2 separate regions of the Sus scrofa genome follow, and region 2 is linked to region 1. A link is a contact called in public promoter capture Hi-C data. All regions are on one chromosome and are shown on one strand. The core of a region is the stretch at or near the end of the contact, and the rest is flanking DNA. Distances in the headings are between cores, read along the strand shown.

What was found. Promoter capture Hi-C pulls out the DNA fragments that hold promoters and counts their contacts.
Region 2: a promoter capture Hi-C map of fetal liver shows a contact between it and region 1, with 2.0 times the contacts expected there. The contact joins the promoter of SLC25A42 here to the promoter of GATAD2A in region 1. A contact is called at or near these places in 1 of 5 promoter capture datasets (fetal liver) and 1 of 47 Hi-C or Micro-C datasets (heart right ventricle).

What each region holds. Positions count from the first base shown.
Region 1 is chr2:58,513,872-58,519,854 of Sscrofa11.1, reverse strand. GATAD2A (transcriptional repressor p66-alpha) reads left to right here and starts at 2,547. Exons shown (of 13, transcript XM_021083423.1): 1 at 2,547-2,863.
Region 2 is chr2:58,800,475-58,806,090 of Sscrofa11.1, reverse strand. SLC25A42 (mitochondrial coenzyme A transporter SLC25A42) reads left to right here and starts at 2,735. Exons shown (of 8, transcript XM_021083444.1): 1 at 2,735-4,318. The coding sequence starts at 4,188. It overlaps LOC100511007 (a long non-coding RNA gene), which reads right to left and starts at 4,961. Exons shown (of 2, transcript NR_045043.1): 1 at 4,899-4,961; 2 at 2,850-4,382.

The sequences.
Region 1 (5,983 bases), core at 1,298-3,797:
TTAGGATCTAGCCATAAAGTAGCAGAGAGATGTGAACAAGTCACGGTTACCCTCTGGGCCTCTCAGTTTCTCATATATAAAATGAAGGGGTTGGACAATGAGCTGCTCTTTGATCCTAGTTTAATTCAGAACTACAAAAGCACTGAGAGATTACTTAAATGAATAAGGCTGAATTCTTGCTCTTGGAAAGCATCCTAGTTAGTGACAGGAATGAAACAAAAATCTTCTGAGTACCAGGAGCTCACAGTCCTCAGTGCAACCTTTGGAGACAGGTGTTCTCATTTCTGATATAGCTGGGGAAAGTAATCTAGCTAGCGAGTTGCAGGCGTGGGTTCGAACCCAGTTCTGCCAACCACCAAAGTCCAAGTATTTATTGTCCACCCAGATCACCTTAGACATTTGCAGAATATGGTAAGTGCTACAGCAGAAGAGCAAACAAGGCCCTCTGGGAACACGGTGTCTTTATGTTTCCAGTGACTTTCTTCTCTAGCCAAGGACTCAGTCAGCCTTACCATTTGGGTCCAGGCTGAGCTCATTCAGGGAGTCAAGCCCCACAGGGCTCTCTGCCAACCTCCCATCACTCTGACTCTCAGAATTTACTTTTTACTTTTCTTCCAGGAATGTCAGCCCATTTGTAACAATAACAATAATCCTTTCTACATGGGTACCCTGCTTCAAGGTTTACAAAGCACTTTCACATCCATTATCTCATTTAATTACTTCCTCCTCTACATTCCTACAACATATTCCTGGTGTCTCTTTAGTATAACAGTCTGCCTTGTCTAATAGGCCTGTTTCCCTTCATTGCGTTCATCTTGGCTTAAAAGTTCCATCCTATAATTCAGACATCTCAGCATCTTACACACTTCTGTGCAGAAAGTGGGGGCAATAAAAGTTTTGCCATATTGAATCCTTAGAGTATTGTGGATCTTTCTCATTGCCGCTTTCTTCACCTTTGAATCAATGGACATTTATTTGATTGCTTACAAAGGGCATAACTTAGGTTCTTTGGGGGGTAAGTCAGGGGAGGAGTTCAGACAAACTGGGAGAAGACAGAAGTAGGCCATGGGTTCATGTGACATCAGAGTCTGGGTGACTGCTTCGTTTTGTCTGGGGATAGGTGGCAGGCAAGAATGCTTTTTGGAAGGGCCCCACCCAGGAGAGAAGGAAAGTGGGGCTGAAGAGCCTGACAGGGGACAGAATTAGGAAGAGCCACAGATTTGACCCTTGGGGAAGAGTGGACAGCTGCTTGGAAAAAATCCCCCCCCAAAAAAAGAGGGCTAAATGGGTAACTCTTCTAGGACAGAAGGGTCAAACGGTTGCACTTCTTAGGAAAAGAGAAACTCCTGCAACACTCAAATATTGCTTTGAAAAAGTGCAGGGACCGCAACCGCCTGGCAATTCTTGAGTAAAAAGGGTGAGGGACCACAAGTCTCCTGCAATTCCTCTCTGCAGAGAGAAAGTGTGCTTTAAGTCCCAAATTTCTCCTTGTCAGAGGAGGGACTTACAGGTTAGGAATTTCCCAAGGTATCTTCAGAAATGAAGGCCAGGGACATGCGGCCCCCACCGCCCCTCAGATCACAGAGGGAGAAGGCCCCCACTAGGGCTCACAAAAGAGGCAGGGTATGTTCCCCAAATACTCTCCAGCAAAGGCAGTGGGTCCTGAGGTCCCTCAAGTTCTCCTCAGTAAAGGACAGGGGCGCTAATCTCGAGAAGTTTTCTTAGAACAGAGAGCTGGGGTCCCGACTGTACAGAATCATTCTTATCCTGGCAACTCTCCTCAGAAAAATGGGCAGGGCAAGAATCGCTAAAACTCTTCTCAGAAGGGGCGAGGGCTAAGATTCTTGCAGGTTCCCCTCAGAACGCAGGCTAGGGGCAAGAATCCGTAACAGTCTCCTCAGAATAGGGTCGAGCCCGTGACTCTAACCTGAAAAGAACCCAGAGGCAATGAAACCCCTCGGGAACAAGGCAGGGCCACAGCTCGCCCAGTGTCCTCGGAGCGCGCCTCCTGCTGCCCCGCCCACCGTAACCGCCCCACGCCCGCCCGGCCCAGGCCGCCTCCGGTGCATTGTGGGTGGGGCGCCCCTGCTGAGCACTGCGGGGAACCCCCTGTCCAGTCAGTTGTTGGCCGCCAGGCATCCCCACGGAACCCCCCTCCAGTGTCCGAGCGAGCTGGCCACGGATTGACGCGTCCCCTAGACCCCGCCTCTTGCGGTGCTCCGACCCTGAAGCTAAAGCCCCGCCCCCGCAGCGCCCTGACTGGACCTGAGTCCGGATCCACTCTCCCATTGGTAGACCACATGTCGGTCATCTCATCCCGCCTCTCCAGGCCCGCCCAGGCCCCCGGCGCGATCCCGAGGGCCAGCCGGCCCGCGCGATCATTGGCCGCAAGGCGCTGTCCGTCATGAAGCTGGCCACGCCCTCTCTGGGGCGCGGATCCCGGGAACCCTAGCCGGACCTCATTGGCCTGAGGCGCCGCCACTCGGTGAGACGCGCCTCAACCCGGAAGTGTGCGAGACGAAATCTGCCTAGCAACCGGGGAAGCCGGGCGGCGAAGCGGGCAATTTCAGTGTGAGACTGAGCGGCGAGACGGAGCGGCGGCTCCGAGCGCGGCGCGGCGGCTCCTCCCGCCCGGGGTCAGCGCCCCGGCGCGCGCACGCGCACCCCCGCCGCCCGAACGCGCCCCGCGCCGCCCGCGCAGTCCGTCGGTCGACCGTCCGTCGTCTTGTCGCCGCCGCCGTCGCCGCCGCGGGCGCCACCTGAGGGAGCTGCCGCACGGGACCTGAGCCGACCGGACCCGACCCTGCCACCCGAGGCCCCCCGGGACCCCAGCAGTCGCCCGCAGAGGCGCCGAGCAACTTCGGTGAGTGAGGGGCCGGCGTCGCTGCTGGCGGGTCCCCGGCTTCCGGTGCCCGGGGCTTCTCTGGGGCTTCCGCTTCTTCGAGGGGGCCTCTTCCATTGCGTGGACCCCCTTGTCTGAGGGGACCCGCTTCTCTGAGGGACCCCGCCTCTTGAGAGGATCCTCCCTTCCCTGAGGATCCCCTGTCTCTTTGAGGGAACCTCCTGCTTCGCTGGGGAGCCCCTTCTCTGAGGACCGGAGCTGTCTGAGACTCCCCCTCCCAGCTTCTTAAAGGGGACCCCTGCTTGTCCGAGGGGTTGCTTTCTCCGAGTGACCTCCTGCCTTTCTGGGACCCCCTGTCATAGGCGATCCCCTGCTTCCCTGACGGACCCCTACCTCTCTCAGGAGACATCTTTGCTTCTAGGGGACCCTCCCCCTGAATTCTCTGGGGGATCCCCACCTCTCTGAGGAGATCCCTGCTTCTGTGAGATATTGTCCCACTGTTCTGTGTTTTTTTTTGCCCTTGATGTTTTGTGGTGTCTCTCACTTTTCATAGGTCCCCCTTGCCCCCTACCTTTCTGCGATGCTCTCCTGGCTTTTCTGTTCCCGCTTCTTTGGGTGACACCCTCCTTTTCTCAAGTGTCCCCCAACTAATCTGAAGTGTTCCTGCTTCTGTCAGAATCCTTCTTGGAGGTGTTCCCCACTTTTCTGAACTGTTCTCACTTTGGATGGGACCCCTTACTTTTTTTTTTGCTTTTTAGAGCCGCATCCGTGGCATATGGAGGTTCCCAGGCTAGGGGTCAAATCTGAGCTACAGCTCCAGGCCTACACTACAGCCACAGCAATGCCAGATCCTTAAGCAACTGAGTGAGGCCAGGGATCGAACCTTCAACCTCATGGTACCTTCAGATTCTTTTCCCCCGCACCACCACGGGAACTCTGGGACCCCTTAGTTTTTGATAAATACTTCCATTTTCCTGAAGCCCCCCCACCCAAGGCCCATACATCTGATTGGATCCTTATTTGTCTGAGGAAATGTTCCTCATTTTTCCAAAATCATTTCCTTTCTGGGGATCACTTTCTAATCTGTGGATGCCATGATGTTTGGAGGAGTCCCTGGCTTCTTCAGAGGTTCCCCACCTAATTCGAAATGTTCCATTCCTACAGCTCTTCACTTCTCTGAAATATGCCTCCACTTTTCCAAGATATCTCCTCTCTGATGGAAGACACAGTGGATTTCTTCACTTCTCTGAAGGGTCCCCCTGCATTCCCAGGCATTTCCCCTCCTACTTGCCTGAGGACATTCCCCCTTTCCTGAGGTTTCTCTCCCCATTCGCTAAGGGAGAAACTCTTCCCTCATTTCTCCTTGGAGTCCTAACTTCAGGGTTCCACAATTTCTGTACCCATTTCTCTCCGTTCTGGAAGGAGAGGATCAGAAATGCCCCCCCCCCCCAATCTTCTTTGTCTCTAGATTAGGGGTATTCTCTGAACTCTTACCTCCTCAGGGACCTGGAAGATTTTGTGGCTGGAAGGGAAATCAGGAGACAGGCAGAAAACACTGTTTTCCCTCATCATTTAAGACCTGCTAGATTTGGGGGAGCAGGAGCTGTTGCTAAATAGCAATCTTGGTTATTACTCTGTTTTTGAGCCATGGGGAACCACAGTGTTGTCAGGCCATTGTAGAGGCAGGAGGGACAGGGCTGGAGTATCATTAACAACTACCCCCCCACCCCCACCCCGGCCCCTGCCCCTGCCCGCTCCGCTGCCCACTATCACATTTTCAAGTTGTGGGACAGATCTACTTCCTGTCCCATCCCTCAGTCCTCCCTCTGCATAGGGTAACTCACCTTTCCCACCCCCTTATCCCCCAAAAAGGAGACGAAAACCCTTCCTTCAGGTATTCCTGCTGTGTCTTCTCTTCCTAGGCCCGTTGATTTACCCCTTGATCTCTGGAGAATCCTTGTTTGTGGGCCACTCTGGTTTGAAAGGCAGGGCAAGAAGCAGGAAATGGGTCACCTTAGATCCAGGAAGAGTGGAAGGGAGGCAAGGAACAGGGGATTTGAATTCATTTTTCTAAGTTTGGGGTGACTTCAGCCTGGCCCAAAGGAAGTTTTTACATGGCTTTTACAAATCTCATGTGTACTTTTTTTTAATGGCCCACCCTGAATTCCAAGTTCACTCCAGTAGCTAATTTTATCTGTTTTGCCAAACGCAGAGCTCTCTGGAGCCCAAGTAGATGAATGCTGGCATTGAGAGATGGTCCAAAGGACAGGAATGAACTCAGTTTGAAACCTGAGTAACTTGTAACCACTTCGTGTCCACGCACAAGTCTCAGGCTAAAAACGTGGAGAGAACGTTCTTGGAGCAGAGTTCTGAAATACAGCCTGAACTTCTGTTCAATTTAGCGTTTCAACAAGTTCTTCCCTTTGACTCTGCTAGAACTGCAGTTCACTTTACAGTTTGACTTAAGGCTGTCTCTCTCCTGTTCATTTCCATCTGGGTCTTGCTTAATTTGAGTTCTTTGTGAAGACTCCCGCCGAGGCTATAATTTGAGTTCTAAATCTGTCGGTGGACCATGTGGACACAAGTTTCAACTCGAGCTATTTTCTTCTGTGGAGAAGCATTTGGAGAGTTTCCTGGGCCCTCTGCTCCTGGGGTAGTCAAGTCCAGGCAGGAAGCTGTTGCAGACCTGGTTGCTCCTCTGCTGCCTCTTCCTGGTCAACTGAAGGCACTGCCCTGAGGGGCAGGGGAAAGATGATGGGGAGCTCAGGGCTTAAGGTGCCCTGAGACAGGGCAGAGAAGTGTTGGCGCATATTTGTTATTTGAATGAAACCCATAGGACCAGAAAGATGAGCTGTTAGGGAAGGGGGAGCTTTGAAGTCAGAAGGACCTGATTCAAATTCTGGGTCTGTCATTCCTAGTTGTGTGGCCTTGGATAAGTTACGGCACAAGATTGGCATGTTATAAAATATTTGATGGCATGTTAGAAAATATTCATCTCTGTGAATGTGTGTGAAGTTGCCTACAGTTGGGAGGTGCTTCCTAGATGTGTGAATGAATGAATCTGAGATAATGAACAGGAGGCAGCCAGCACAGGACCTAGTACATGATTGGCGTACAATAAAGGGCGGTTGCTGTGCTCAG
Region 2 (5,616 bases), core at 1,486-3,985, 290 kb before region 1:
GCCAGGGTCCTGGGAAGGAACACTGTTACCTCTTCACTGAAAACACATCTCTGAGAGGCAGGGCCTGTGAACTCCATTTTCCAGATGAGAAACAGCTTCACCAGCAGGCATTTGAGGGGTGGCAGTGGGATGAGAACCCAGTTTGGCCTGCCTTCATGCCCCTCCTCTGTTGCCAGTATTGCCCTGACCTTGGGCAAATGGCTCTCTAGCCTTGGTTGATTAAGCCCTGTCACTGTGCCCAGGCCTGGCTTGTGGCCATCGTGTCAGATGATTCCTGGGATCCTCAAGAAGTGGAAGAAACTGGGGGCGGGGGCAGGGCAAGGCAGAGAATCAGTGTCTGGCCTAGGGGAAGCCAGGAGGATGGGGAAGAGCTGGGATCCCGCTCCCTCCCCCAGGAAACCCTGACCAAGTACAGCCGGGGTGCCCATGGTGGGAGGGTGTCAGTTGCTGGTGCCAAGAGGCACAGCCTGCCACTGTTGGAAGATGGCTGGGAGACTGGCCAGTGCCACCTTGCTGACAAGTGAACAGAAGCCAGAGCCCAGCCAGCACCTCTGGCACCATCCGGAGAGGCAGCCCAGCGCTGGGCCACTGCCTGACCTTTGCCTCAGTTGGCACTGTCCCCGGGGGTACTGTGGGACTTTCCAGGAGCTTGCCGCTTCCCTCACAAGACCTGACAGGTGAGCACCGAAGGTGAGGACTCCTGCAGGATAAATATCTCCCTATTTGGGTGGCAGACCACACCCATAGTTGGTCTCTCTGCTCGCATTCCATCAAGTGCTATTTAGAGAGTGGGAAACGGAGGCCCTGGAAAAGAACAGTTTATCCAGCCCACACTCAGCAAGCACTCACTGCAGATCAGCACGGTTGTGGTTTGCTTCCATTCATTTCATTAATGCTCCTATCAACCCCGGAAGCTCCTTGGAGAAACTGAAGCAGGGCGTTTGAGTCACTTGCTAAAGGTCCTATGATCAACAAGTCAAGAAGAGCAGGGATTCAAACCCAGGGCCCTTCCAGTAAGAGACACTTGTTGCACAAAACTCAGTTTTCCCACCTGCAAGGTGGGCCACCAACACCCCTCTCTGGAAGTCAGGTCATGAGATTTTGTTTGTTTCTTGGTTGGGATTTTTATTTGTTTGTTTTTGCCATCCCACAGCATATGGAGTTCCCTGGCCAGGGATCAGATCTGTGCTGAAATTGTGATATACATAAGTTGCATCTGTGGCAATGCTGGATCCTTAACCTACTGGGCCAGGGAGCAAACCTGTGTTCCAATGCTCCAAAGACACTGCCAACCCTGTTGTGCCACAGCAGGAACTCCATAAGATGATATTTGAGCCCTGCAAGGATATGATACCCAGTAGGTGTTCACCAGACTCAGCTTCCATCTCTTCTCCAGAGGGCAGGATGGAGACTAGGGCCTGGAAATTGCAGGGAAGCAAACCACAGTTGGGAGCTATTTGAGCAGAGACTCAGGTGGGAACATCATGGGAATATCAGGCATCTGATGGTAACCTCAAGCTAGTGACTTCCCCTTGTGAGCCCTCATTGTATCCTCAGATGGGCCCTTTGCAAAGTTATGGATTGAGAACTTAGCCGGGGGATTGTCCAGATCTAAACTGTGAGCACTTATTACAGTCTAGCTCAGCCTTGCTCCCTCCCAGGATTCTCTTGTTCTTAACTCGATTTCCACCAACACCCGCCCACACCTAGAAGAAATAAGAGCCAGTATCTGGGAATATTTGTAATCCTCTATGCCCCAGAGATTAAAGGGGTGCACTTTGTGAGTCAGAGAACAGGGTAGGCTTTGGGGAGGTGCCAGTGACACAGCCTGGTGCTGGACTGCAAGTGTCTCCCTAACTATCTGCAAAGAATCTCATGACCCCACACCTCACAGAAAAGCTGGGGCTCACAGGCCAGATGTGATCTGTGCAGGGTCAAATGCTTTCACCAGAAGGTCAAGGTGATGGCTGGAATGTAAGTTCTCCCAGGGGAGCAGCCCCAGAGAGGAAAGATCAGGTGTAGGAATCATTGTCCCTTGAGGAAACTGAGGTTCACAAGTGCATTGCCTAAGGTTGAATAGCCGAAATGTGGCCTCTGTACACCAGCACAAATTAAGACTTGGAGACAGAGTTTTGGGCAAAGCAGAAAGAACAGCTTTATTACTTTGCGAGGCAGAGGAGGCCACAGTAGGCTAACACCCTCAAAACTGTGTCCTGCCTTGAGAGGGGATAGCAAGGGGTTTTATAGGTTTAGCCTGAGAAAACAGGGCTGTTGGTAAGGATTTGGGTGCCTGTGTTCCTCTCCCTCCATAGATCATTTCAAAGTCATCAAGGCCAGAGTCAGGTGGTCTGGTGACAGTCTCTGGTGGTCTTTGGGGTTATTGAACCTTGACCTTCTCTCTGAAGTGAAGATTGCTCACAAAAGGAAGGGGGTGTTAAGGAAGTGTTTCAGATGAAAAGAAAACACCAGGTGCAATATAACTCTAACTAGAGTTTCTGTCGTGGCTCAGTGACTAATGAATCTGACTAGGAACTATGAGGTTGCGGGTTCAATCCCTGGCCTTGCTCAGTGGGTTAAGGATCCGTTGCTGCCGTGAGCTGTGGTGTAGGTCGAAGACATGGCTCAGATCTGGCGTTGCTGTGGCTCTGGTGTAGGCCGGCAGCTACAGCTCCAATTTGACCCCTAGCCTGGGACCCTCCATATGCCGTGGGAGCGGCCCTAGAAAAGACAAAAAAGACAAAAAAAAAAAAAAGAAGAAGAAGAAGAAAAGAAAGTAACCATTAGTAATAAGTTAGTGGGTCAAGGTAGGACATAATATAATGGAGACTGTTTTCCTAGTTTTGTTTTTCTTTTTTTTTTTTTTTTGGTCTTTTTGTCTTTTATGGCCGCACTGCAGCATATGGAGGTTCTCAGCCTAGGGTCAAATCGCAGCTGTAGCTACTGGCCTACACCACAGCCACAGCAATGCTGGATCCTTAACCCACTGAGAAAGGCCAGGGATTGAAGCTCCATCCTCATGGATACTACTCAGGTTCATTAACCACTGAGCCACAACAGCAACTCCTGTTTTAACTAGTTTTTTAGCCGTAACAATATTTCCTAATCATTAACTCTTGAGTCAGTTTTTTGAGACTGAGTTTGGGAGGCTAAAGAAAGTCTTTTACTTCAGAACATAAGGTCTCAGGGACTCGTACACCATATCTGTTGTAATGTCAGCTAGTGGCTGGACAAGTATTCAAACCTGTGTCACTCAGGTCCCCCATGGCTGTCCTTTGGCACGGCCTTACCCTACTTCCAAAAACCAGGCAACTTTGGGCCTGCTGAAGTGCTGTGTGAGCATGGGCAAGGATTTGACCTCTCTGTGTTCTGGTTTCTGTAAAATGGAGCCAGTAGTCGCTTTGACCTCATGGGATTCTGGTTAGGATTCAGTTAATTCACCAAAGATTTAGCAGGGAAGTGGCCTGACAGGGATGTCATTCAGTCCTGTGAGGAGCAAGTTTGTACTCGGAGAAGTCAAACATTTCCAGAAGATCACAAAGCACGTAAGATTCCACCTATTTCCACATTTTGCCATTACCCGGAGCTGTGGAGGACAGCTGAGTGACTTCCAGCGAGACTCTCTGCCCCCTCCGTATCCTTTGCAGGGGAATAGTGGGTATTTCCTATTAGTGGCCAAGTTCGCCGCTCAAGTTGGAGGTCCTGCTTCTGCACTGGGTGGCCAGAGAGCCTGACTTTGCCACAGCCTGAGGGGACCCTACGCCAGACTCCCAAGGCCACCTCGGGCCACAGTGCTCAGGGCCAAACTCTACACCTCCTTTGCTCCAAAGTCTGGTCCAGGGCGCACCGCCCACGGCCCTCGCGACTGGCCGCCGGCCCTGCCTGTCTTTGGCTTCGCAGCCAATCTCCGTCGCCCTCCGGGCTACGCCCTCCGTTCCTCGCTGCCAGTCGCGCCAGCTTCTTTGGAGCCCCGCCCTTTCTCCCAAGCGATTGGTCCTTGGGGCTGCCCATCTTCTCCGAGGGCTCCAATCTTCGCCTGCCTACAGGCCCTCGCCTCCCAGCTCCTCACACCCAGCAGGGCACCCCCGGGACCCGCAGCCTCTCCCAACAGCCCCGCCTCTATCCCCCAGTTATTGGCTGCAAGGGCTGCCCGTCCGCTTCATGCTCACCAATATCCGCCGTCTTCAGAGATGGTTGGCCAGCAGGCAGCCAATCGGAGTACAGCGTGGATCCCTCCCGCGGCGCGCGCCGAGAGTGCGCGAGGCGGGGCTGTGGCGGTGGAGGTGGCGGCGGCAGCGGCGGCGGCGACGCTTCCCAGCCGGTGAGGGGGCACGGGGGGCGTGGGGTGGCGCAGGCGTAGGGGGGCCCGCGCCCTTCGGGCCGACCTAGGGCGATGCACAGTTCTGTCATGGGCCTGGAACGAGGGCAGACGAGGCGGGGCGTGACAGCAGCATCACCGGGACTGGAAGAGGTTAAAGCCCACCCTCCCGACCTCCACGTCCCGCGTCTGGTATCCCCTGAGGGCCCCCAGCCGGATGTGAGACTCACTGTCAGCCCCCACACACCTGACATCACATCCATTCTCGTTGACATCTCCCCTTACATACCTAAGACTGTCCGCCTTGCTGACATCCCCCACCCCCTTGGGGCCATGCCCCCAGGCTCCCCGCACAGTTGAGCCTGCACCCCCTCACGCATCTGAGTCTATGCTCCCACTCATATTCCCCCTTACACACCCGACACTCGCCCCTGCTCACGAATGCCTCCCATGTCGTCTCAGTCCGTCCCTGATGACACCCCCACACCACTGGGTAGTCTCCACCCTCCTTTCCGTCCCCCTCGATACCACACCTGGGCTTGTACCTCCACACCCATACCTGAGCCTGTCACCCCAAACTTACCGTCCCCCATTCACATCTAGACCCGTTCCTATCTCCTCACCAGCTTTCTCATACCCAGGACTATGACCCTCTCACTGCTCCCTCCCTTAAGTAATCTGGGTCATTGCCCTCAGGTACTCCCCCAACACATGCACACACTTGCCCTCTGCCCCTTGCAGCCCTCTCATCACTCGCACATCCCTAGTCTGTGCACCCACCCTTACTTCCGTTCAGACACAGGTGTATTTGTGCCCCCTCCCTAGTCCTTCCCAATTTCCCCAGGTTTTCCAACATTCACCCAAGCTTTGCTATCTCAGGATCACTGCACCCTCCACACACACAATCCCCAAGAAAAGCCTACCCAGATATTTTTTCATTTATGGCGGTCTATAAAGTGATTTCCGGGCTTAGAATAATCCCTTCAGCCAGACAAACCGGAATTATCTCCTTTTTACCAGCAACAAATCTAAAGCGATTTAATTGGGGAGGCATTGCCCACACCTTCCTGAGCATGGCTGCTGACCCTTCTCTGTGGGCCAACCCCATTTTTGCCCATCTGTTGTGTTCATCTTTGTGGAGTTGGCAGGGGAGGGGACCCCCCACCCTCCTTGCAGCTGTTCCTTAGGAGTCATGACTTTGACTAGGTCCGGAAAGACTGAGCTGGAAGGGGTGGCCCCAGTCGTTTGCTGAGCATGTGTCTCAGAGCCCTGTAGCTAGTGGAGGCGGGGCGTTGTTGGAA